Regions from separate parts of the Mus musculus genome. Here region 1 is linked to region 2. A link is a contact called in public HiChIP or PLAC-seq data. All regions are on one chromosome and are shown on one strand. Each heading gives the region's core, a stretch centred on a gene start, on an enhancer-like site or on the middle of the called end of the contact. The rest is flanking DNA. Distances are from core to core; before and after follow the strand shown.

Region 1 (5,690 bases), core at 235-2,734, 240 kb after region 2:
TGACACACAGCCAGAGTTCACGAGTTATTTATTGCACATTAGTTACTAAAGGAACTCAACCAAGTTTGGCAAAGTCTGGACCAAGTATGTATGGACAATCTATTTCCTTGGGGAATGATCTTCAAGTTGGCTGTATTGTCCCTATTAAAAGCCTGTGGCAGCCAGGCGGTGGTGGCGCACACCTTTAATCCCAGCACTTGGGAGGCAGAGGCAGGCGGATTTCTGAGTTCGAGGCCAGCCTGGTCTACAGAGTGAGTTCAAGGACAGCCAGGGCTCCGCAGAGAAACCCTGTCCCAAAAACAAAACAAAACAAAACACCCAAACAAACAAACAAACAAAAAGGAAAAAAGCCTGTGGCTTCAAATTCTATATCAAGTTGATATAATGAAGGCGTGTGGAGGAGTAATCACACATTTCAGACGGGCTGTTTACAAACTCTACTCTTTACATAAACCACACCACTGCTTGTTTTCTGCATGACCAACTTCGTCGGTTTTTGATTAATACCTCTAATCTTCAGCATAGGCAAAGGCTTTCCCTGCCCCACAGTACCTGGACTTTGATGACTCAGTAGTCCTTGTCCCCTTGCTTGCCTCCCCTACAGCCTGTGTGTCCTGAAAGGCAGGACCAACTCTACTCCATGGATGAATTCCCAGCGGGCAACCTGGGGCCCACTGTGTGGTATGCGCATAGACAAATGTCTGTCTCCCTTGTGAATCCCCCACAGGTGTCCCTATGTGCGTTACATCCCTAGTGCTCAGCCCTGTCTCTCTCACAACAAGCACACATTATTGTTGCTATTATTATTATTATTATTTTATTTATTTATGTATTATCTTATATGTATGTGCACGCCTGAGCTTCTGTACAGCACCGTATACGTGGAGGTGCCCACAAAGCTCGGAGGAAAAGTTCTGGAGGTACAGGCAATCATAAGCCACCAGATGTGGATGCTGGGAGCCCAATCTGGGCTTTTGATTTTTATGTGTGCATAATTTTCCAATAATTTTATTATGTTGTGTGTATGATTGTTTTGCTTGCGTGTATGTCTGTGTCCCGTGTGTGTGTGTGCAGTGCTTACAGAGGCCAAAAGAGAGTGGCAGAACCCCTGGAACTGGTTAGAGACCGTCACAAAACAGGAATGTGGGTGCTTGGAAGTGAACCCAGGTCCTCAGGAAGAGCTAGTCAGTGCCCCTAACAACTGATCCATCTCTGCGTTCTCTCCCTCTCTCCGTCTCCTGTGTGTGTGTGTGTGTGTGTGTGTGTGTGTTTGTATAACAAACCAACCAACAAACAAACAGGACCTCTAAAAGATAGGAATGAAATTCCTTTAATGGTCTCTAGAGGGTTTCCTGACACTCACAACGTTGGTGACAATAATCTCCCCGCCCCTTTCCAACAAGGCGGCTTTCTAGCTAAGCGGAAGTGACAGCGCCGTACCGGAAGTTCAGTCCCTGGGACTGAATCCTGCGCTCGGAGCGCAGCCGCACGGTGCTTCCCTGCGTGCGATGAGACGAATCGGAGCGTTTGGGGGCTCCACGGCCCTGTGGGCGCTGCTGGCCGCCCACGTGGCGGGGGCGTTCGAGCCCGTAAGCGTGGGCATCGCCATCGGGGCCGTGTCGGCGCTCACCGGCTACCTGTCCTATACCGATTTCTACTGCCGCTTCACCGAGTGCTGCCATGAGGAACGGCCCCTCAACACGTCGGGTATGTGCCCGCGGGCCGGTCGGGGCGGGCGGGAGGGCACTGGGAGCTTGGCTCCCGCTCCTGCTGGATGCGGCGCCGCGGGAGACACACACGGCCGGGACCTCGCCACACCTTTGCAGGCCTTGCAATGACCACCTGGAGAACTGAACGCAACGGGGCCAGCTGGTGCGCCCCGCCAGGGGGTGCCAGGCGTGGAGCTCCATCCAGAAAGCCCGCCTGTTGCTCTTGCTGTTTGTTTGTTTTTTTTTCGAGCCATCAGGGGTGGCGGGAAAGCTAGCCCGGAGCACAGCCGCCAAATGGTTCTTCCCTGGATGAAAGAATCTGTGTAGCTTGTTTGACATTTAGATGTTAAGGAGAACTGGCACTTAAGGATCTGACTGTAGGTCCTTATGATTCTGGCTCTGATCTGTGAGATCTCTGCATTTTTCATCCCTTCTGGCCCTGCTGGATCAGTCGCTAACTGTGCCTCTGACTCAGGTACTTTTTTAACCTGTGTTTTTCTCTTTGTTCCGGTGCGGGCCTCCGCAGCCCTCAAGCTGGACTTGGAAGAGAAGCTGTTTGGACAGCACCTTGCCACCGAAGTGATTCTCAAGGCATTGACTGGCTTCAGGAACAACAAAAATTCCAAGAAACCATTGACTCTGTCCTTGCACGGCTGGGCTGGCACGGGCAAGAATTTTATCAGCCAGATTGTGGCTGAAAACCTTTATCCAAAAGGCCTGAAGAGTAACTTTGTCCACCTGTTCGTCTCTACTTTGCACTTCCCTCATGAGCAGAAGATAAAGGTGTACCAGGCAAGAAAACCTACCGATTTTTGATCATATGCCTGGGGTACTTTACTCAGTAGCTCTGGCCTCTGCTTTTCTTTCTCTGCCTTGAAGTGCTCCATCTGGCCTCTGCTTTGCTTTCTGCTATTTATTTGACTGAGTTTTACTGTGTAGGTCTGGCAGGCCTGGAACTCACAGAGATCTACCTACCTCTGCCCTCCAAAGGCTGGGATTAAATGCCTAGCCTCTCTTTATTTATACTTTCTGAGACAGTGCCTCATCGTGTAGTCCAGGCTGGCTTTGGTGTTAGGGATCCAGCTTTCTGAGGGCTGAGATCAACAGGCATCTATCAATTTGCCCAGTTTATGGCATGTGGGAGAGAGGGTGGTTTTAGACAGGGTCTAATGTAGCCCAGGTTGGCTTCAAACTCACTATAAATAGCAGAGGCTGGCTTTGAACTTCTGATCCTCCTACCTTCAACTTCCAAGTGCTGGGATTATAGGTGTGTCCCATCTTCTTTGTTTCTAAAATTGCTATTCCAAAATAATCCAGTGAGGTAGGGGATGCTATGATCATTTAAAGATGGAGCCAACTAGTGTAGGGGTGAGGTGGGGTGGGGTATCATTCCTGGGATAGGGGGAGGGAGGAGGGGACTGAAATCAGAGAAAGTGGACAAGAGAGGCAAGGTGACTTGTCCCTCACAACCTGAACTCCTCACCTCCTGTCTCCAGGCCTCTGCCTTAGGCACTCATAAAGGGATTTCCATTCCCAGCAGGGCACAGGGTGTTAGGTAGGGCGGCCTTAGATAGTTTGCTTGGGCATGGCCACATCTAAAACTTGCCACCTCTGTCTGCTGCCCGTGTGAGTCGGAAGCAAAGCTCCAGCCTGGTTTTCCTTGTGAGATCTCTGCATTTTTCATCCCTTGAATCTGATGTAAATGACTATCTTGCTTATTGGTGTTTGACCCCCTGCTGGACGGAGCTAGCAAACAGAAACCCCATCGAAGGAGGAAAGGAAACTGTTGTCAGCCAGGGAGGAGTGCCAGAAGGAAGGGTTTATTTGAAGGTGCTGAGGAAGTGCTGTGCCACCAAGCTACCCGTCGCCACCATGAAGTTATGTTCATGTTTTCCAGATTTTATTATAGATCTCTTGAAGTACAGTATTTGCAGTGGGAAGTCTGTAGTTGTGGCCTTTCCCACTTAGGGGATGAGAAGTTGTTGCTTGGGTGTTTCAATAAAGCAAGGGTGCTAGGGAGGTAGCTCAGGGTTTCTCATTCCAGCCAGGGCAGCACCTTCACTCACTGTGTCAGTTCAGAGCCTCGGCCCCCTGCATTGTGCAGATCTGAATCCAGTTGTCATTTCTGTGTGCCTGTTGTCTCGGCTTCTTTTCCTGTTGCTGTGATGAAATACCTTGACAGAGCTACTCAGGGACTCTCTCCTTCCGCCTCGCTTGGGCCTGTACGCAGAGGTGTGTCAGTGGCTGTATGCAGAGGTGTATCAGTGGCTGTATGCAGAGGTCTATCAGTGGCTGTACACAGAGGTGTGTCAGTGGTGGTTTGTATCAGTGGTGTTTTTTGGAAGTCAGTTCTCTCCTTTTAGCCATTTGGGTCCCAGGGATTCAAGTCAAGTGGCCAGGCTTTGATGGCTAGTGCCTTTCCACTTGTGGGAAAGTGTCATCTGCTTTGTGGGGGCAGTATGCAGTTGGTAGCTTCCCGAGGCCCAGGCAGCACCCCCACTCCATCCTCTGGAACATCCTCTGAGCTGCCTCTCTCTTTGAGGTTGGTCCAGGACCAGCTCCAGAAGTGGATCCGAGGCAATGTGAGTGCGTGTGGCAGCTCCGTCTTCATCTTTGACGAGATGGATAAGTTGCATCCTGGGATCATTGATGCAATCAAGCCCTTCCTGGACTACTATGAGCAGGTGGATGGGATTTCCTACCGCAGAGCCATCTTCATCTTCCTCAGGTCAGCCAACAAGGCTTCTTGGGGACCTCCAAGTGCTAGGATGAGGTTCTCCTGGCCATCCGGGACAGAAGTGCCAGCTTGACAAAGCCATAGGCTCACCTGTCATTTCTCACTTCCCAGTGTCACTCTGGCATAGAAAGGGAGTTGGGGATGAGCCAGAGTGGTCCTCTGGCCCGGCGCTGGGTGCCCCTGCCAGCCACTCTGAGTTCTAAACACTGCATTTACATTGCTTGCAGACAGACAAGCCTTTTGTCCTTGTCTGGTAGCACACTGCAAATAGTCCTGACTTAAAGCTTTGGGAGGACTAGAAATGTAGCACCCCTGGGAGCTGGAGTGTCACATAGTGCTATGATAGCACCTGTTTACCAGGCACAGGACCCCGGGGTCAGTTCTAGCCTTGAGAAGGAATAAAGCCTTGGGTGGGTGACTCCGGCAAGGAGACAGGCGTCTTTCACATGTGATATGGTCTTTGCATCCATCCCTGGCCAACTCAGCAATGCAGGAGGAGACCTGATCACTAAGACGGCCCTGGACTTCTGGCGGGCAGGAAGAAAAAGGGAGGAGATCCAGCTGAAGGACCTGGAGCCTGTGCTGTCTGTGGGCGTCTTCAACAACAAGCACAGTGAGTCCACTATGGAGCGGGGAACCCAGTGCTCGGCTGGCATTGAGTAGATTCTCAGCAGTGTGTCTTTTCGAAGCCAGCGATACCCTTGTTTGTGGCTTTGCTGCCACAGGGAGATTTCTTAGGGTATTTTGAGGGCACATGTCACTTGACAGAGTCTCTGGAAGGGTGAAGGCATGAAGGATGGGATATGGCTAGGTGGCAGTGACAGGAGACCCGCTTGTCTTGTTCTGCAGGTGGCCTGTGGCACAGTGGGCTAATAGACAAAAACCTCATCGACTATTTTATCCCCTTCCTGCCCTTGGAGTACAAACACGTGAAGATGTGTGTGCGGGCAGAGATGAGGGCCCGAGGGGCTGCCGTCGATGAGGACGTCGTCACCAGTGTGGCAGATGAAATGACCTTCTTCCCCAAGGATGAGAAGATCTACTCAGACAAGGGCTGCAAGACTGTGCAGTCCCGGCTGGATTTCCACTGAGCTCTTCATCCAGTGGAGTGGGAAGATTCAGGGGAACCTCCCACCCCGTTCCAGGCCTTGTCATGGAGCACTTTGAAGAGCCCCCTTGGGGCTTTGCACATTTGCACCTGTGGACTTGGGATGCTGTCAGTGCGGCATCTGAAGATGAACTTT
Region 2 (5,969 bases), core at 920-3,419:
ATTAAAGCATCGCAGTAGGAAGAGACTGACTGAGTCCCAGTACTCTCCTGAACTATGTCAGAGGAGACAGTTAAGCATGGAAAGATAGATTGATGGATGGAAGGATGGATGGATGGGTGGGTGGATGGATGGATGGAAGGAAGGAAGGATAGGATAGATGGATGGATGAAAGGCTAGGATGGGTGGGTGGATGGATGGATGGATGGATAGAAGAATGGATGGATGGATGGATGGATGGATGGATGGATGGATGGATGGATAGAAGAATGGATGGATGGATGGATGGATGGATGGATGGATGGATGGATAGAAGAATGGATGGATGGATGGATGGATGGATGGATGGATGGATGGATAGATAGAAGAATGGATGGATGGATAGATGGATGGAAGAGTGGATGGATGGATGGATGGATGGATGGAAGGAAGGATAGGATAGATGGATGGATGAAAGGCTAGGATGGGTGGGTGGGTGGATGGATGGATGGATAGAAGAATGGATGGATGGATGGATGGATGGATGGATGGATGGATGGCTGGAAGAGTGGATGGATGGATGGATGGATAGGATGGGTGATAGGTGGATAGATGGTATGTGGGCGGATAGATGGATTAATGGAAGGGAAGGCAGGTGACTGAAGAGCTGACCCCTGGCCTGACCTAGGCACTTTGTGCTGCCTGCTGAATAGTTGGCTTCAGGCAGTCAGGCTTAGAAGCTGGGGAAATAAGAAAGGGAGCAGTGGCACCTAGACAAGGCTTTGGCCTGCAAGCCTTCCTCAGGAGGGAAACAGCCACTGAGGTGCTTGCCACTCAAGGAGCTTACACCCAGACTGCAAGATGAGGCCATTTTGTGACAACATGGTGGCACCGTGGGGGTACTGTTAAAGATAGGGGCCAGAGTTCAGACATTTCCTGGACTGACTGCCTCAGTTTCTCCATCGGCAAATGAGACCACAGCAGACACTGCACAGATCCGGTAGGACAGCTCATGGTAAGGACCTGTCCAGGATGTTGAGCTGGCCAACTGTGGTCTCTGACCACACTGTGTCACAGACCTATCTGCCAGGTGACTGTGGACAAGGCTCAGTCTCCCGGAAGGGCACAGTTGCGCATGCACACAGTTGCACATGCGCACACTCACGCTCTCCTGACCTGGGCAGCTTTGGCTCTTCTGCAAGATCATGCAGATGTCAGGAAGGCCCAGAAACACATACTCAGACTGTGCACATGGACATACTACCACGGTGCACACTGATGTACACAGAAACATGCCAACAGCACACATATCAGTGTACATGGACACATGCCCACAGCACACAAATCCATGTATAAGGACACACACATATGAACACAGATACCAAGTCCACAGCACACACATGCGTGCACATAGTTATGCTCTCACTGTATAATCAGCAATGCACGCAGACATGTCTCCCTATAGAAATTCTCCATTGCACTTGGCCCCTGGGTATGGACAACTGCCCCAGCACCCTACCTCCTATGTATAGACACAATGCCCCAGCACTCTGACCTCTACACAGGGTCACAGTCCAGGTGCTGGTGCACACAGACACATCTGCACACCACACACGGGCCACACAGAGCCAGGCACACTCGCCTGCAGCACACAGGCACACCCACACTCTGCAGCTCCCCGCACGGCAGCTCACACTCCTGCGCACACTCACACCCTTGCTCCGCTGAGCGCCAACTGTTGGCGCGCGGTGGGGGCGGGGGAGGGTGGCGGGGGATGAAGCCCACGACTCAGCGAGGAAGAGGGGCGCGGGGGTGCGCGGGCGGGCGAGGAGATGACAGCCCGCGGTCCCCCTCGAGTCCCGGCTCATGAATATTAATGCGGCGGTAATTAAAATGCAGGGACGCAGCAGGATGGATGCGGTGCCTCCGGAGCGCTCTGCGGCGCGGGCGGGTGGAGCGGCTCCACGGCCGAGGCCGGGCCGGGGACACCTGCGTCCCGGTCCCCTCCACCCCCGCGCCCTAGGGCGGGCTGCGAGCCAGGCCGCCTTCCCGGAGCCGCCTTCCTGCGCGGCCGCTGATGTCAGAGGCTCAAAACTTTCCGCTTCCCGCCCGGCGGCCTCGGGCCCTGAGTCATCGCCGCCCCCGGAGCCCTGGCCCGAGACGTGTTTGTGCAGAACCAGGCTCCGCTGGCCGCGCCTGACGTCAGGGCCGGGGCCGCCAGGCCGCACAGCTGGGACGATGCCACCCCCGAGGGGGGGCGGCTAGAGGAGAGCGCGCACCTGCGGTTCTAGGTTCAGATGCGACGCTGGCTGCCTGACCTTGGGCAGGGCCTTTTTGTCCCTGGGGGACTCTGACTCCCGGATTTGCTTCATAGCAGATGCTCCACAAGTCTGCACAGCCTTGTGAGGTGCCTTGTCTCCTGCCTCTGACCCCACCCAGTACTCCCGAGGCAGGAGAATTGCTGGGAGTTCAAGAGACAGAGAGAAAGAGGGAGAAGGAAAGAGACAGAGAAAGAAGCAGAGAGAAAAAGGGTGTGTGTGCGTGTGTAAATTTAGTTGAGGTGGGAGCATTTTTAATTCCAGCTCTCTGGGGGCAAGAGGATAGTTGTGTGTTCAAGGCCTGCCAGGGCTGCACAGTGAGTCTCTGTCTCAAAACAAAAACAAACAAAACAGTCAAAATCTAGAGAATAAGTGCCTTAGCCTCAACTGATACATCTACAGCACGACTCCTACAATCTAACACTCAGGGGAAACTGAGGAAGAGCAGAGAGATTGTAAGGGCCAGAGAGCAGGGCCTCTACTGGGGGATTGTGTTTTCTATGAATGAATGACAAGGAAGCTGAACCCATGAAATCTCAACAGTATGCTCACCTAAACAAGACCTTCATGATGACGCCATCATCTGACAGACCAGCACACTAGGAGGCGGGGTCTCACGAGGTCCCACCCCGACAAGGGAGCCACAGACAACCAGTGGCTGCTGAGAAAGGGGAGATTCTCCAAGGGTGAGCCTGCAGATAGCTTATCCAACCCCAGGAGGTCAGAAGTCAGCCGGTTGTGTGGGTTTCAATAATAACTAAAGAAGAGGCCATTAATTTCAGAGTAAAAAAGAAAAAAATTGTAGACTTATGAGCTGATTGTGCAAGCTGGGTAAACAGAGGCTGGAAGGAGAAAGGGACCTGGAACCTGGCCAGCTGTTAAGGGATGACTGCAGTTGGGAGCACTACCGATGACAGGTCTGGGTTCAAGTCATGGCCTCTGCTCCTGCCAGAGGTTCCAACCTAGAAGACTTGCTCGGGAAGACCACGCAGAGAGTGTTCCAGAACCTCCAGTTGGCAGGTTCTCGGGCTGTTTGGCTTTGTCCTGTTGGGACCCAACATACAGAGGGAAAACTAGATTAAAACTAGGCTGTCCTTCTCAGAGGCGGGTGGGGTGGGGTGGGGGTGGGGGGCAGCTGCTGTTCCTCACCTCTGCCTAACATCCTTCCCTGAAGCAGCAAAGCCCCTCACCTGGGCAGTGGCTGGGGCTCCCTGCCCACACTGTGGAAGCTAGTGGACCTTGTAGGCAGCTGCCCCTGACCTCCCCTCCTCTCCGTCTCCCCTCCTCTGCTCCTCCCCTCCCTGCCTCAGCCTTGCTGGAGCTCTTTCAAGTCCTCCGTGCTCCTTTGCCTGGACTCCTCCAGCCTCCAGGCCTTTGCACATGTGCGGGTGTGGTTTTCACTTCTGGAACACTCCTAACCTCACCCTGCTTTTCCAGTTAACTCTTCCAACTCCATCTCTCCTTAGCTCTTCCCTTCATGTGTATCACAGTTAGCATCACCCCACAAACACATAATTCACACATACCACACACACATACACACACACATACCACACACACACACACACAACACACATACCACACACACACACAACACAACACACACACACTCCATCCACATGGCACAGAAGGAGACTCACTTCCCCTCCATCACACAGCCCATTCTGCACACCACAGACCCCAGACACTGGCTCTCAAGTCAGTCAGGCCTCCCATGGCCTCCAGCCTTGTCCCCTGGTGGATCTCCTCTGAGGGCAGAAACCCTGATAGAGGCTTTTCTGGTTCAGAGACTGGCCTCTACTCCCTCAACCTCACAATTATCACTGTCCTGGCCCCATGCTCCATCCATCCAGGAACTATTCTTCCTGTAAACAACCTTTACCCACACTCAGTCACTCATCTGACCCCAACTGCAGCTTAAAGTTACAGCCCTAAGGTAATCTCTGTCTTGAGTCTCAACCTTTTCATCTGTAAAATGGGACAATACTGAAAATTACCTTGTAAAAACACAGCAATGTCATGGTGGGAATCCTGTATGGCCAAAAAAGGTGAGTGAGCTTATGAGAGATGTAGGTGTAACCAGCCCCTACAGACGAGCCACCCCTCCACCCCCACCTCCCACCCCCCAAGCCCCATTCCTTTGAGTACTAAGGCCTCCCTCTCCTTTGGATCAGCAGGAATCCAGCACTCAGATTCAGAACAGGGCACATCCTTTCACATGTAGAGCTGGGAGACACCAAGACTGTAGAAGAGTGGGAAGGTCCGCATCACCCCTCCCTCGCTTAGACCTGAACCATGCATGGAGGGTCTGCAGCAAGGATCCAGTTACCCTCAGTGTACCCAGAGTCAAGCAGAGACAGGAAACAAGGGAATGAGGGCAGTGTGAGGGAAGGCTGCTGGGATGTGACCCAGGAGCCCCCATGCTCATTAATGACCATGTCTGGGAGCGAGGAATGGTGGGTCCACGAGCAGAGTGTGTGCCCAGCACGTACAAAGTCCTGGGTTCTGTCCACGGCACCACATCACACCAGGCAGGCTGGCCTAGGTCTGCAGTTCCAGCTCTCAGGATATGGAGGCAGAAGGACCAGGAATCCAAGGTCATCCTTGGCTGCATAGCAAGTTTAAAGTTAGCCTGGGCTACATGAGATTCTGACTCAAAAAATGAAAACAAAAGAAAACGAAAGATTTGGGGAGTAAGAATCCCTTGAGCGTGTTAGGTATGGACCTGTGAAAATCTTGAAATTTTCTTTATCAGTTCCATTCCCTGTCTCAGTACGATGTGCATGCGTTTACCTGGGCAGGAAGCAGGGTGTTTCAGAGCAAACGCAAGGGGAGCAGGGGCAGGAGAGATGGCTCAGTGGTTCGCAGTTGCTGCTCTTCCAGAGGACCTGAGTTCAGTTCCCAGCACCAAAATCAGGCAGCTGACAACTGTCCACAACTCTAGCTCCAAGGGACCCTACACCTCTGGCCTCTGCCTGCATGTGCATACCTGTGTGCGCGCACACACACAAATGTGTTTAAAAACCACAGAGAACTTGGCATTTCCCCTCCTTCTTGTGAGCTCAGACAAGTCTCCATGCCCTGCTGAGGACCTGAGTGGTGTCCCAGTGCTGTTGAGAGGACCTTTAGGTGACAAATATAAATCTTATGGCATGGGAAACCAAGAACCCTGCTCCAATTCCTACCCACCTCACCCCAGAATAACTAGCCTCGGCGCCCCCCCAAACCTTTAGCTTTGTATCTCTGAACCTCAGGACCTGATAGCCAAGGCAAGTCCTGGATTTGGTAGGCTAACACCAACACAGGCGGGACCTGTGACAAAGTGAAAGCAGCTCAGGCTAGACCTGTGACAGAGTGATAGCTGCTCAGGCTAGACCTGAGACAGAAAGGCAGGACAGTTTGGTGGTCTGACCAGGTACTCAGGTCCAACTTCTCAGTTGGATTTGGGGAACTCGTCTGAGTGGAGATGACATTCTTCAACCACGTGGTTAACTTGACTGATAAGCTGAGAACACAGGCAGGTGGACCAAAGCCCTTGTGTCCATTCTGACATGACAGCCAAGTGCTGGCGTTGTCCTCACAACCCAGGAAGCACCCAGGGCTCAATGAGTTGTGACAGATGAAGAGCCTGGTGGACAGCGACCCTTTGAAGCCACACTGCTATGCTAAGGAGGT

What was found. HiChIP or PLAC-seq counts read pairs in DNA pulled down with a chosen protein or histone mark.
Region 1: a contact with region 2 is called in a FOXA1 HiChIP or PLAC-seq map of pancreatic cancer cells. The contact joins the promoter of Tor1b here to the enhancer-like site in region 2. A contact is called at or near these places in 4 of 39 promoter capture datasets (the 3T3-L1 cell line, hippocampal neurons and stem cell-derived epiblast-like cells), 1 of 484 Hi-C or Micro-C datasets (muscle stem cells), 2 of 115 datasets of contacts at active chromatin or transcription factors (memory CD8 T cells and pancreatic cancer cells) and 1 of 9 other capture datasets (adipose tissue).

What each region holds. Positions count from the first base shown.
Region 1 is chr2:30,951,517-30,957,206 of GRCm38.p6, forward strand. Tor1b (torsin family 1, member B) reads left to right here and starts at 1,485. Exons shown (of 5, transcript NM_133673.3): 1 at 1,485-1,707; 2 at 2,236-2,501; 3 at 4,262-4,437; 4 at 4,932-5,059; 5 at 5,296-5,690. The coding sequence starts at 1,509. The coding sequence ends at 5,537.
Region 2 is chr2:30,710,077-30,716,045 of GRCm38.p6, forward strand. Gm14488 (a long non-coding RNA gene) reads right to left here. Exons shown (of 4, transcript XR_866106.3): 3 at 4,292-4,325; 4 at 3,071-3,338. Among named protein-coding and RNA genes, the nearest start is that of Gm14488, 8.1 kb to the right of the region's middle. Within about 2 kb of position 2,170, at least 343 of the 459 cell types and tissues checked have an H3K27ac peak or open chromatin away from gene starts, as enhancers often do. A contact at or near this core is called in adipose tissue, hippocampal neurons, memory CD8 T cells and 2 more, where this site is marked.